2 separate regions of the Sus scrofa genome follow, and region 2 is linked to region 1. The links are chromatin contacts, called in public promoter capture Hi-C maps. All regions are on one chromosome and are shown on one strand. The core of a region is the stretch at or near the end of the contact, and the rest is flanking DNA. Distances in the headings are between cores, read along the strand shown. Region 1 holds the start of OTULIN (ubiquitin thioesterase otulin). Region 2 holds the start of ZNF622 (zinc finger protein 622).

Evidence for each region. Promoter capture Hi-C pulls out the DNA fragments that hold promoters and counts their contacts.
Region 2: a contact with region 1 is called in a promoter capture Hi-C map of liver, with 5 times the contacts expected there. The contact joins the promoter of ZNF622 here to the promoter of OTULIN in region 1. A contact is called at or near these places in 1 of 5 promoter capture datasets (liver) and 1 of 2 datasets of contacts at active chromatin or transcription factors (skeletal muscle).

The regions. Positions count from the first base shown.
Region 1 is chr16:4,060,439-4,065,901 of Sscrofa11.1, forward strand. It overlaps OTULIN (ubiquitin thioesterase otulin), which reads left to right and starts at 2,599. Exons shown (of 7, transcript XM_003133841.4): 1 at 2,599-2,918. The coding sequence starts at 2,767. It overlaps LOC110257250 (a long non-coding RNA gene), which reads right to left and starts at 2,518. Exons shown (of 7, transcript XR_002339614.1): 1 at 2,033-2,518.
Region 2 is chr16:5,712,608-5,718,070 of Sscrofa11.1, forward strand. ZNF622 (zinc finger protein 622) reads right to left here and starts at 2,217. Exons shown (of 6, transcript XM_021076700.1): 1 at 1,158-2,217; 2 at 182-445. The coding sequence starts at 1,770.

The sequences.
Region 1 (5,463 bases), core at 1,349-3,848:
AAGGCTGGGAAAAAATTAATACTGTACACTTTGGACAATGAAGTAGGGTCCTTTCTCAAGAAGACCTGGCCTCCCCTTCAATCAAAGAGTTCTGGAAACGTAAATTGGCTCAAGTCTGAGAATTGATTGAGGGGCTGTGATTTTATGTTTCAGCGATGCAAGTTTGGATTTCTAGGTTCATAGACCTAGACATTTTCTGTTTATAAAGAAGAACTGGCAATCATCCATTTATTTCTTTTCTAGGGATACCATGATCGATCAGCCAACACTACAAGTCTCTGGAGTCAGACAATCCTAATTACTGCTTTGCTCAGTCGTTCACTACAGTAACCACACTGGTCCCTACCTACCACCCTGAGGTCCCATTATCCCCACTGCATGTAGGAATCCCAGTTTGATGCTAACAGTTTTCATTGAAGGATACGTCTGAACAGACAAGAGCAGCAGTTGCAGATCTCTTTAAGATGCTGGGGCTCACTTCACAAATTATTTCTCACTGTCATGGTGAAGGGTAATGTCTTCTGAATTATCCTGAGGTGGGTGAGAAGGTCTTACATGATAAATCCACTCTAGGGTCCCCATCTTCCCAAGTCTTTAGATATCTTCCTCGATACAGTATCCTAGGCAGTTCTGGTACTTCAACTGCATTTAGTGTAGGCACTTTTGGGTGGAACGAAGTCATGTGATCCATGGTGTTTTCATGCAATTCCTTCTCACAGTGGGTCTACTGGGCTCTCAAATCCATTTTGTGGTTACTTTCTCAGTTCCATAGGCACAATAGGAAGAAAAATACTTAGCAACCAAACTATTAAGCTTTTTCTAGCTCTTTGAAGTAAAGTGTATCTGCTTAGTAGCCCTTATCAATAAATTTGCCCTGATAATATTTTACAATTTTTCACTTAAAAATTTTTTTTATTATAGTTTATTTACATTGCTATGTCAATTTCTGCTGTATGATCCTTCACTTTTATCTCTGTTAGTTTCCCTGCTCTGTTACTGCAAAATAACACAAACTGAGTGGCTTAAAACAACAGGAATTTATTCTCTCATGGTTCTTGAGACTAGGTATCTGAAATCAAGTTGTCAGCAGGGCCATGCGCCTTCCAAAGCCCCTTTGGAATGATCTTTGACTTTTCCTAGCTTCTAGCAGCTCCTGCCATTTCTTGGCTTCTAGCAACATCACCCTAACCTCTGCCTTCATCTTCCCATGTCCTCACTCCTGTTTCTATGTATCTCGGCATTTTCTCTTATATAAAGATACCAGACATTGATTTTCACCCAATCTAATCCAATCTGACCTAATTTTAACTGATTGCATCCTCAAAGAACCTATTTCCAAATAAGGTCACAGTGAGTTTCCAGTTGGAATGAATTTTAGGGTACACTAGTCATCCGCTATAATCCCACACCCTTACTATCAATACAAAATTTAACTGCATAGTCTTTTGTATGCTATGCATTTTTAAAGCATGTGTATTTATCACTCTCAAAATGAAAGGGTAAAACCCACCATAGTTCTTTGCCTTAAAATGCAAGGATTCTTTACATCCAGTTTCTCCCTTTGATGCCCATTAGCACTTAGTCTCCCTAACACTGGTCCGTCTTGCTCTTTCCCAATCTTTTCTCTAACTGTAGTGATCTTTCAAGGAAGATCAAGGTCTTTAATTAACTGCAGGTGACTTTTTGAGATCTGGTCTCCAGCACCCTTCTCCCAGTTTCATCTTTCAATAAAATACCCTGTTTTGAACCAGTTTTGCCCCAGAGCTACTTGTAGGTTTCTGGATTGCCCATACCAATCCCTTCCCCATTATTTGGTCCTGAGCTCTTTGCTTTAGTAACACTTCTAGCACTTTCGACTGCTGCCCATCTTTAGCGGCTACTCTATTTCCTCCCTAAAGCTGAAACATTTTGTCTTCTGATGTCTGAAGTCTGCTAGTATTTTTCCTTTGCTGTTGCTCCTTCCTAAATCAAATTTCAAATTTTATTTTAAAGAACGTGGTCCAAGAATACACACTGTGCTGTGCTGGCTCACCTGCTGTGTCGAACCATGTCGCCCTTCTCACCCTCACGGAAGGAAGGGGCTGTAACTCCCTGCCCTGGGGCGACAAGCCCGACCCCACACCAGAAGCCTCCGGTCTCTGAGCTCGGGGCGGGTGGTGACGGGACAGCCACGGAGGGAGGCCTAGCAAGTTGCATATCACCCACCCGGGCACATCCCTTGCTCTTTAGCTGAGGAAGCCAGCCAGCGGAGGGAGAAACTCGGAAGCCCAGAGCGACACTGTAAGGTGCCCCCAAACGTCAGCGCCCTTCGCACCCCAGGCCGGACTTCTTCCTCACCGAAGAGGTAGCCCACCGCTCGTCCAGTCCCTTTTCGCTTCCTCACACCCCAGGACTCGAGGACAAGCAGCGGACGGGACTGTCAGCGCGACGAACGCGCGCCGAGAAGCCCGGGCGGCCAGCGGCGTGCGGAGGCGGAGCAAGCGCAGAAAAAGCCTCGCGTGGGCGGTCCTGGCCGCAGGCCGCTAGGCGGGCGCAAGCGCATGCGCAGGCGCCTCGTCGCCGGGCTCCCCGCCGCCTCTGGCCGCGCCCCCTCGCCGCGGGTTAGAGGCCACGGGGCGGGAGGTGGTGACGCGCGCGGAAGCGGCCGGTGCACCCACCCGAGCCCGCGGGCAGCAGGGCGGCAGCGGCCACGGCCGGGCGCCCCGAAGGGTGGGGCCCCGGGTCGCTCGAGAGCGGCTGAACCCCCGCGGCGCCGCCGGCGGCCCCATGCGTCGGGGGACCATGCCTCAGCCCGGAGCGTGGCCGGGCGCGAGCTGTGCCGAGAAGCCGGCGTGGGAGGCGGGGGCCGCGGCACCGGAGGGCGGGAAGGCGGCAGCCGGCGGGCCGCCGCGGGCCGCGATGCGGTGCGCAGCCGAGCAGTGAGTGAGGGGCGCGGGCTGGGGCCGGCTGGACGGGCGGGGGCGCCGGGCTCCGTCCCGTAGGGGAGGCTGTGGGTGGGCGGGAGAGTAGCCAGGGGGAGGCTTCTTCGCACCTTGTTTTCTAAGTAAGGTCATGGGCGACGAGGAATTTGAAGCCCCTTGTATCGTGTCTGAGTACAAAAGTTTTTCCGGAGGGCGCTTCTTAAAATCCAGGTTATCCGGTGCCTCCATCCCCTTTTTTGATCCCTCTATAGCTTTTAAAGCTAAAGAACGCTCCAGAGTCTTGGGGAACAAACTTCAGAAGCATATTACAGCTCCCTTCCATGAGATCTCTTCTCCAGCCTGGTGCGGGAAGGAAGTAAGGTTGTCCCTGTCACAGCCACGGGGAAGCTGAGCCAGGCGACATGTTTGTTCTTGGAAGGCAAGTCGCGGCTTGATGAGCGTCCCACCTGTTGGACAGACTTTGGACGGAGGCTGACCCAATTGTTTTGCCTGTTAGCTGCTTAACTAGGTGTCTCCAACCCCCTATATTTTTAAATACCAAAGGCAGTGCTGGTTAGATCAATTATTTATTGAACCGTAAAGAAGGCAGTGTAAATCAAAGGAGTTTAGAGTTTCTGCAAAGATCTGGGGGTTGGGGGCGGGGGTTGGAAGCAAAATTTAAAGTAGAAGACCGAAACTTTACTGCACTTTCAAGTTCTGGTCACATATAAATGCCTTTGGAATTCCAAAAATGACGGAAGCTCTCAAATAAGCAGTTTGACAGATACCTTAATTGGCCAAAAAGTGCCCTAAAAGTGTGCCATTTCCTAAAAAGGGGTGGGGGGCTGTTATTGCAGATAATGTATTAAAATAATTCTTGCTTGCCTGGTTCTTTACTGTGGGGTTTGGCATTCTCATTTCTTGAATACCCACACCCCTTGGGATAATAATATGTGCACTAAGTGGGTAAACAACCCACTGAGAAAGATTTAGAGCAGGAGGTCTTAAATTCCTGCTCACAGGAGCTAAGCAGATAACCTGAGTGAGTGAGTGAAGCTGGCCAGGTGTAGAACATGGATTCCTGGGGAGCTGGGTTTGTTGGGGCCAAGGTCGGCTAAGTTCCAGCTTATAATTGCCAGATATCCTATGTTTGAAGAATCCAGATATTCTAACTTTTATTGGAAATGTCCTGATTTTTAAATAGCATTTTATCTTATTCTTTTCTTCTTATGGCCACACCTGTGGCATATGGAAGGTCCCAGGCTAGGTGTCTAATTGCAGCTGCAGCTGAGGCCTATGCCACATCAACACCAGATCTGAACAGCATCTGCAGCTTATACTGCAGCTTGTGGCAGCCCTGGATGCTGAACCCACTGAGCGAGGCCAGGGATCAAACCTGCATCCTCACAGACACGATGTTGGGGCACTTTTCTTAACTGGCTGAGCCACAGCTGGAACTCCTTTTTTTTTTTTTTTTTAAATTGAAACCACTGTGCAGGCCCACTTGTGAGCTGATATGACTTGTGGCTGCAGTTTTGCTCCCAGGGTTTGAGCCCTGCCTTGGGCTCTATAGCTGGTAAAGCGGGGGTTGGGAGGTGGTCTTTTGCCTCTGCCCCTTCCCAGCCTATGCTGGTTTCTGACTGCTGCTGCCAGGCTGGCTGCTGCTACCTCTCATGCCCCAGTGGTCTGAGCTGTGTCCCCACTTAGAGGCCCTGGCCCTCAGATGCTGCTCCTCCTCCTCAGTCTTTTTATGCCCCCTGGGAAATGCAAAAATTTTGAAGTCAGAACCAAGGTACCCAAAATATTATTAGAGTTATTTGACAAGTTTTTCTGCTTGGATGTGGTTCCCAGAGTCTGAGCACCTGGGGAAATGGGTCATGGTACGAAAGGTACACTGTCCCCTGATGAAAAGATTTTGTGGCATAGATTCCTCTTCTGTCTACTGTCAGTAGAATCATAGGCTTAGAGCTGAAAGGAACCTAAAAACCCCAGGCTAGGTTTATCATTTTACAGTTTAGGAGACTGAGTTGCAGATTTGATAGGTGCAGCTGGGCCAGGAAGGTGCAGGGAATAGGTTTCAGGGCTGTGTTCACTGGGTGGTGGCCTCCTGCATACCTTTTCTGGCTTCCTCTGCAAAACTAGGCAGAGGGATGTGACTTAGAATGACTATAGCCTTCACTTTTTTTTTTTCCCCCCTGAAATAGATGTTCCAGTTTGCCATTTATTTTGTAGTTTAATTTCTTTTCTTCCTACTTTTGTTGTCTTTGATGACCTCACTTTCTTTTTAACTCTCACAAGAGAACAAAGGGGAACAAAGGAAAGGAGGTGAAGGTAACTTCAAACGTCAGCTTCTGAACCACACAGCTACGTTTTGGGCTTTCTTAGTATCTGGACAGTGGAGGGTTGCTCTGTGATATTTTCTCAAGGGCTAGAGAAACTACTGCAGCATATAAACATTGCTTATTATATAATGTGTGCATGTCAGTTCTTAAATGTATATATGCATACTGATTATTGACTGTTGATTTAAATAAATAGTGTAATACTTGAATTAGGCCCTAAA
Region 2 (5,463 bases), core at 967-3,466, 1.7 Mb after region 1:
TCTCCACAATTCAAAACACAATGCATCAGGTTTTGGACTCTCACAAAATCAGCAGGTCATCCAATCCAAGACTAAGCAGATACACAAAAGTCATGCTCCCTTAAGACCTGCCCCCCCCCCACCACCACCACCAATAATGTGGTAGCTCCTCATTAACAGAGGAAAATGCTATTATACTTACCCAAATATTTAATCAGTCCCTTAAGGTCTGACAGATACTCTACATCAGGAAGAAAGAAGCTGTGGACTTTAGTCATATGAGCCACATTCTTCACCAGGGAGCTTGAATGATGGGGACAAAATAAGCAGTCCGTTATGGGGATGGCACCAAGCGGGGGGCTTCCTCCAGCCTCTTCCTCCTCCGCATCCTGCTCCTCCTCCTGGTCCAGGGCTTCACCATCCTCACACTCCACTTCCTCATCAGACTCAATATCCTCCCAGTCTTCTAGCCGGGCATTGGAAAAACAAAGTCAGATGAACCCCTCAGATTTAGCCTTTCGTCTACCGCAGACCACTCCTGCATGGCCAAGGAATGTCTGTGTCTGGCCTTTCTTTTCCAGGGCACAGTAAACTCCCTGAAAGAGGCTTCTGCTCTGTCTCGACGCACATATGGACCCATGCAATTAGAGTTAATGGCATGTGGGATGCCAAGGGAAGGAAAAGAAAAAACAGCTCAGAAAGCCAAGGGAGGCGAGGCTGCGGGCTCCAGCCTCACATTTCAGGTTGGCTCGCTGATTCTCAACCGCTCGCTGCATCGTTTCATCAACCAAGTCAAGCGCAAAGCCAGCACAGCTAGAAATCCATTAGAAATACACACTCTACAGCAGACCGTGTGGCAGGAGCACGGCCTCAGGCGCATCCTCCTCAGTCTAAACAGAGAAGGCACCACTCCTACAAACTGCAACGATCCCTCCCGCCGCCCAGCTGAGGTTTCAGTACTCGAATCTACAACAGCGAACTAAATACACAAAACGCCCCGCCAGGAGGCTGGCCACACCACTCACTTCAGCAAGAAGAGCATGGAAACCACCCTCACCCTTCACCCTCACTTCAAAACTGGCACCTCCCCCTCCCCCTCCCCCAACGCAAACATCAATCTGGACGCTTAGGGACGATCAATAACCTCACCCGACCCGCCCCCCAACACAGGCCCTCACCGTCGCCGTCATCCAGCTCCTCCTCACTCTCCTCCTCCCCCTGCTGCTTCGCCAACTTCCTCGCCTGCTGTTCAAACCACTGCAGCCGCGGAGGCTTCTCGGCCGGGTCCCGCTGGTGAGCCCCACGCCCTCCCGCAGCCACCGACACCGGGCTCCGGAACTCCGCCTCGAGCGCCGGGGCCGCCTTCTTGGGCGACGTGGACGGCTGCGCCTTGATGACCTGCTGGATGGCCGCGTTCACCGCATCCTTGTCCACACCGTCCACGCCCAGCCCTTTCTCCAAGTTCTTCTCATTCAGGATCGCCACCTTTCGGCTCACCGCCCGCTTCTCCAGCTCCACGTGCCGCCGGGACTTGAGGTGGTTTTCGTAGGCCTTGAAGGAGGCAAACTTCTTACTGCACACCGTGCAGTAGGTGGCCGCGCCCTTGCTCTCGGGCTCCGCCAGGGCCCGCTGCGCCCGCACCCGCTCCTGGAAGCCCTCGGCGCTGACCGGGGCCATGCCGGCCACTTTGCGCCTCAGGTTGTAGCGGTGCCAGTCCGTCTTGTAGTGCGCCCGCTGCGCCTCCGCGTCGACCAGCACCACCCGGCAGGTGTTGCAGGTGTAGGTCGCCATCGCTGGCCGGAAAATAACAGGCGACCGCGGCAGAAAGCTAGCGACCTGCGCCCCGACACCCCCACAGGGTAAGACAAACCTCGGCGCCGGGGAAAAGCCAGACTGAGTGACTTCCGGGCTGGATTGCGGTAGACCCGGTCAGACAGGAAGTCCCACCTCTCGACCTTTAGCCACGCCCCCTGCCCGGGGAGTCCCCGCCCTGGCGAGGGAAGCTGCAGACTAATCCTGCCCCGCCCAGTCGGCCTGAGCTGCGTGTGGATTGGATTGGCGTGGGAAGTGGTGGTGATTGGATAGTCCTGAGGTGGTGGTTGTTTAGATCTGCGTGAGGTGTGGAGGGTGGGGGTTGGATCAGGGTGAGTTGGGCGTTGATTGGATTGACTTGAAGCGGGTGTTCACTGAGTGGACCGAGGTGGGTGTTGCCTCGCGGTGGGTGGTGGGTGTTGTTGGTTGGGCCCTGTACTGCCGGGAGTACTGGCCTTGGTAGTTCTGCTGTGAGACTTGATGGTGGAAAGGCGACCACCCCGCGGGAAGGGGATTTGGGCCGCTAGGAGGAGGCGTGATCCGGGCGAGCAGCCTAGGGTCGGTGCGTCCTGCGCCCCTGCAACCCGGGGAGTGGGTGTCAGGGAAGACAGGGCAGCTGGTTAGTTAGCTCGCAGGTCGGACCGTCTGACCCTCACCTCGCGGGCTGGAGTCCCGGGAAGCCAGAGGCTCAGGTCGGAGGCTCAGGGAATTCACAGAAAAGCCACTGAGTCCAGGATGGAGCCAGGGTTTTTCTGAGGTGGCTCGTGCAACGTAGGGCGCAGGGAGAGCTCCTGGATGAAGAGTTTGCATCTAGGAGCATAGGGCCCAGCCCAGACGCTGCCCGGTAGAAATAGAATCCCAGCCACCTAGGTCATCTAAATCTAACAGTGCACACATTAAAAAAAAAAAAAAAAAAAAAAATAGCGAGAGTTAAGATGGCCATACTTTGTTTAACCCAGTGTATTCGAAACACTATCATTTCAACGTGTAATCAAGACAATGGATTTATGGAGATATTTTATGTATGGATTGTTGGTACTAAACCTTGGGATTCCAGTGTGTATTTCACAATTAACACCACACCTCAGTTCAAACTAGCCTCATTTCATGTGCTCAGTTAACTATGCCATTTAAATATGTACCAGCCCGATTCTAGAGGAAGCCTGAGTATTAAAGGTTTAGGGGATTCTTACACTCCTCTGCACAGCCTAGCTGAAGCAGTCAGCCTGTTTCAGAACTGAATGTTTGCATGGTTAGAATCCAAGGGGCCCAGAGCACCAAAGAAAAGACTTTTTTTTTAAATGCAGGTTAGGTAGCATTGTTTTTGTTCAAAATCTTCAGTACTCCCTCTGACTCAGAAAAAAATTCAAACACCTTCCTGAATGTTTGTGTTGCCCCACAATTCATGTATTGAGAAGTTAATGCCCAAGATGATATTGCTTAAGACAGGCCCTTTGGGAGGCATTAGGTTATGCGGTCAGATTCCTCAGGCTGAGATTAGCATTCTTTTAAAAGGGACCCAGGAAAGGATAGAATAAGAAATCTGAGACCAGGAAGAGGGCCCTCCCCAGACCAAGATGGTACCCTGGGGAGTTCCCATTGTGGCTCAGCAGGTTACAAACCCGACTAGTGTCCATGAGGATTTGGGTTTGATCCCTGGCCCCCCTCGGTGGTTTAAGGATCCAGAGTTGCCATGAGCTGCAGTGTAGGTTGCAGACGAAGCTCAGATCCCTCATTGCTGTGGCTGTGGCATAGGCCAGTGGCTTCAGCTCCAATTCAGTCCCTAGCCTGGGAACTTCCATATGCTGCAGGTGCAGCACTAAATAGAAGGAGAAAAAAGACAGCACCCTGATCTTGGACTTCAGGCCTACAAAACTGTGAGAAAGAAGGTTGTTGTTTACGCTGTTAGAGCAGTCTGAAGGAACTAAGAGGGTTACCCTTCTAGAAGGCCCCATAAAGTCTGCCGACACCCCTAACCCCTACCTCTGATCTCCTGCTACACCCTCTGCCCCACTCTGTTAACCTCACTTCAATCACACTGACACTTCTTGATGTTGCTCTAACAAGACTAAACAAACATCTTGTTGGTACTCAATCTTAGAAATCCTTTATTCTTGTTCTTGGAATGTCCTTTTGCTATCCTACTAGGTTTTGTTTTGTTTTGTTTTGTTTATTTTATTTTTATTTTTTATTTTTTTGGTCTTTTTAGGGCTGCACCGGTGGCATATGGAGGTTCCCAGGCTAGGGGTCAAATCAGAGCTATAGCCGCCGGCCTACACCACAGTCACCGAAATGTGGGATCTGCACCAGCATACACCACAGCTCACGGCAATGCCAGATCCTTCAGCCACTGAGCAAGGCCAAGGATCAAATCTGAGTCCTCATGGATGCTAGTCGGGTTGGTTAATTACTGAGCCACGACAGGAACTCCTGTCCTGCTCCTTTTTAAGGTTTCTGCCCAAATGCCTTTATAGGAGAAGCCTATCCAGACCCATTTGTCACAGTAGGGCCTACATGCAACTCTTAAGTCTTTCCTAAGCATACCTTTTCTCTGTAGCATTGCATTTATTTTCTCTTGGCCTATATCACACCCGAACATTTAGCAGAACAACAACAAACTAGTTCTTTCAGTTTCTGTAGTTGGGAATTGAAGTGGCTCAGAGGCTCACAAAGTTGTAGGGGGACATGGCTAATCCTGTGAAGATTTGACAGCAGCTAAAAGGTTTGACTGTGGCCAAAGGATCCCCTTGGAAAAGGCTCACTTACACACTGATAGCAAGTCTTCAGTTCCTCCCTGAGTGGATCGCCACAGAATTGCTTGAGTGTCCTCATAACATGGTTACAGGTGTCCCCAGTGAGGGCAAATTGCAAAAGCCATGTGTCTTTTGTGACTTTGGAAGTCACACATGGTCATTTCCAAAGTAAGATGTTACTTAGGAAGGTCAGCCCTGGAGTTCCCGAGTAGTTCAGCAGGTTAAAGATCCAGTGTTGTCACTGCTGCAGCTCAGGTTGCTGCTGTGGTGCAGGTTCCATCCCTGGCTCAGGAACTTCTGCATGCTGAGGGTGTGGCCAAAGAGGGAAAAAAAAAGAAGAAAGTCAGCCCTGATTAGTATGGGAGGGACCTATAGAAGGGCATGAATGGGATTTTTTGGGGACCATTAGGGAAATTGGCCATGTTTGTCTCTGGTTTTCCAGTTTTAGCACTGAAAGTCCTTGCATCCATCTTACATCTTTTGCAAACCAGGATTGTCAGTCACATTATAGGTTAGTCATCCAGGACCAGACTACAAGCGCCATGGGAACAGGGACTCCTTTCCAAAGCTAGAATAGCGCTGACACATAGGTTGTTCAGTATATGTTAAATCTTTTGCACAGCAAGTTAAGTCTAGTGATGATTTTTATTCCAGAAAACTTGGATTTTTAGATTATCAAAATCTTTTTCTTTTTTTCGCTGTGCCTGTGGCCTGCAGAGTTTCCTGGGCCAGGGACTGAACCCACACCACAGCAGTGACCAGAGCCGCAGCAGTGACAATAGGAGATCCTTAACCCACTGAGCCACCAGGGAACTCCTTAAAATCTTTTAATATAGCTGAGTCCTCTGGACAGGTACCCATCTTAAAAAATGTAATTAATATTAGTTCAGCAAGGATAAGCAAAACAACGTATATTTTT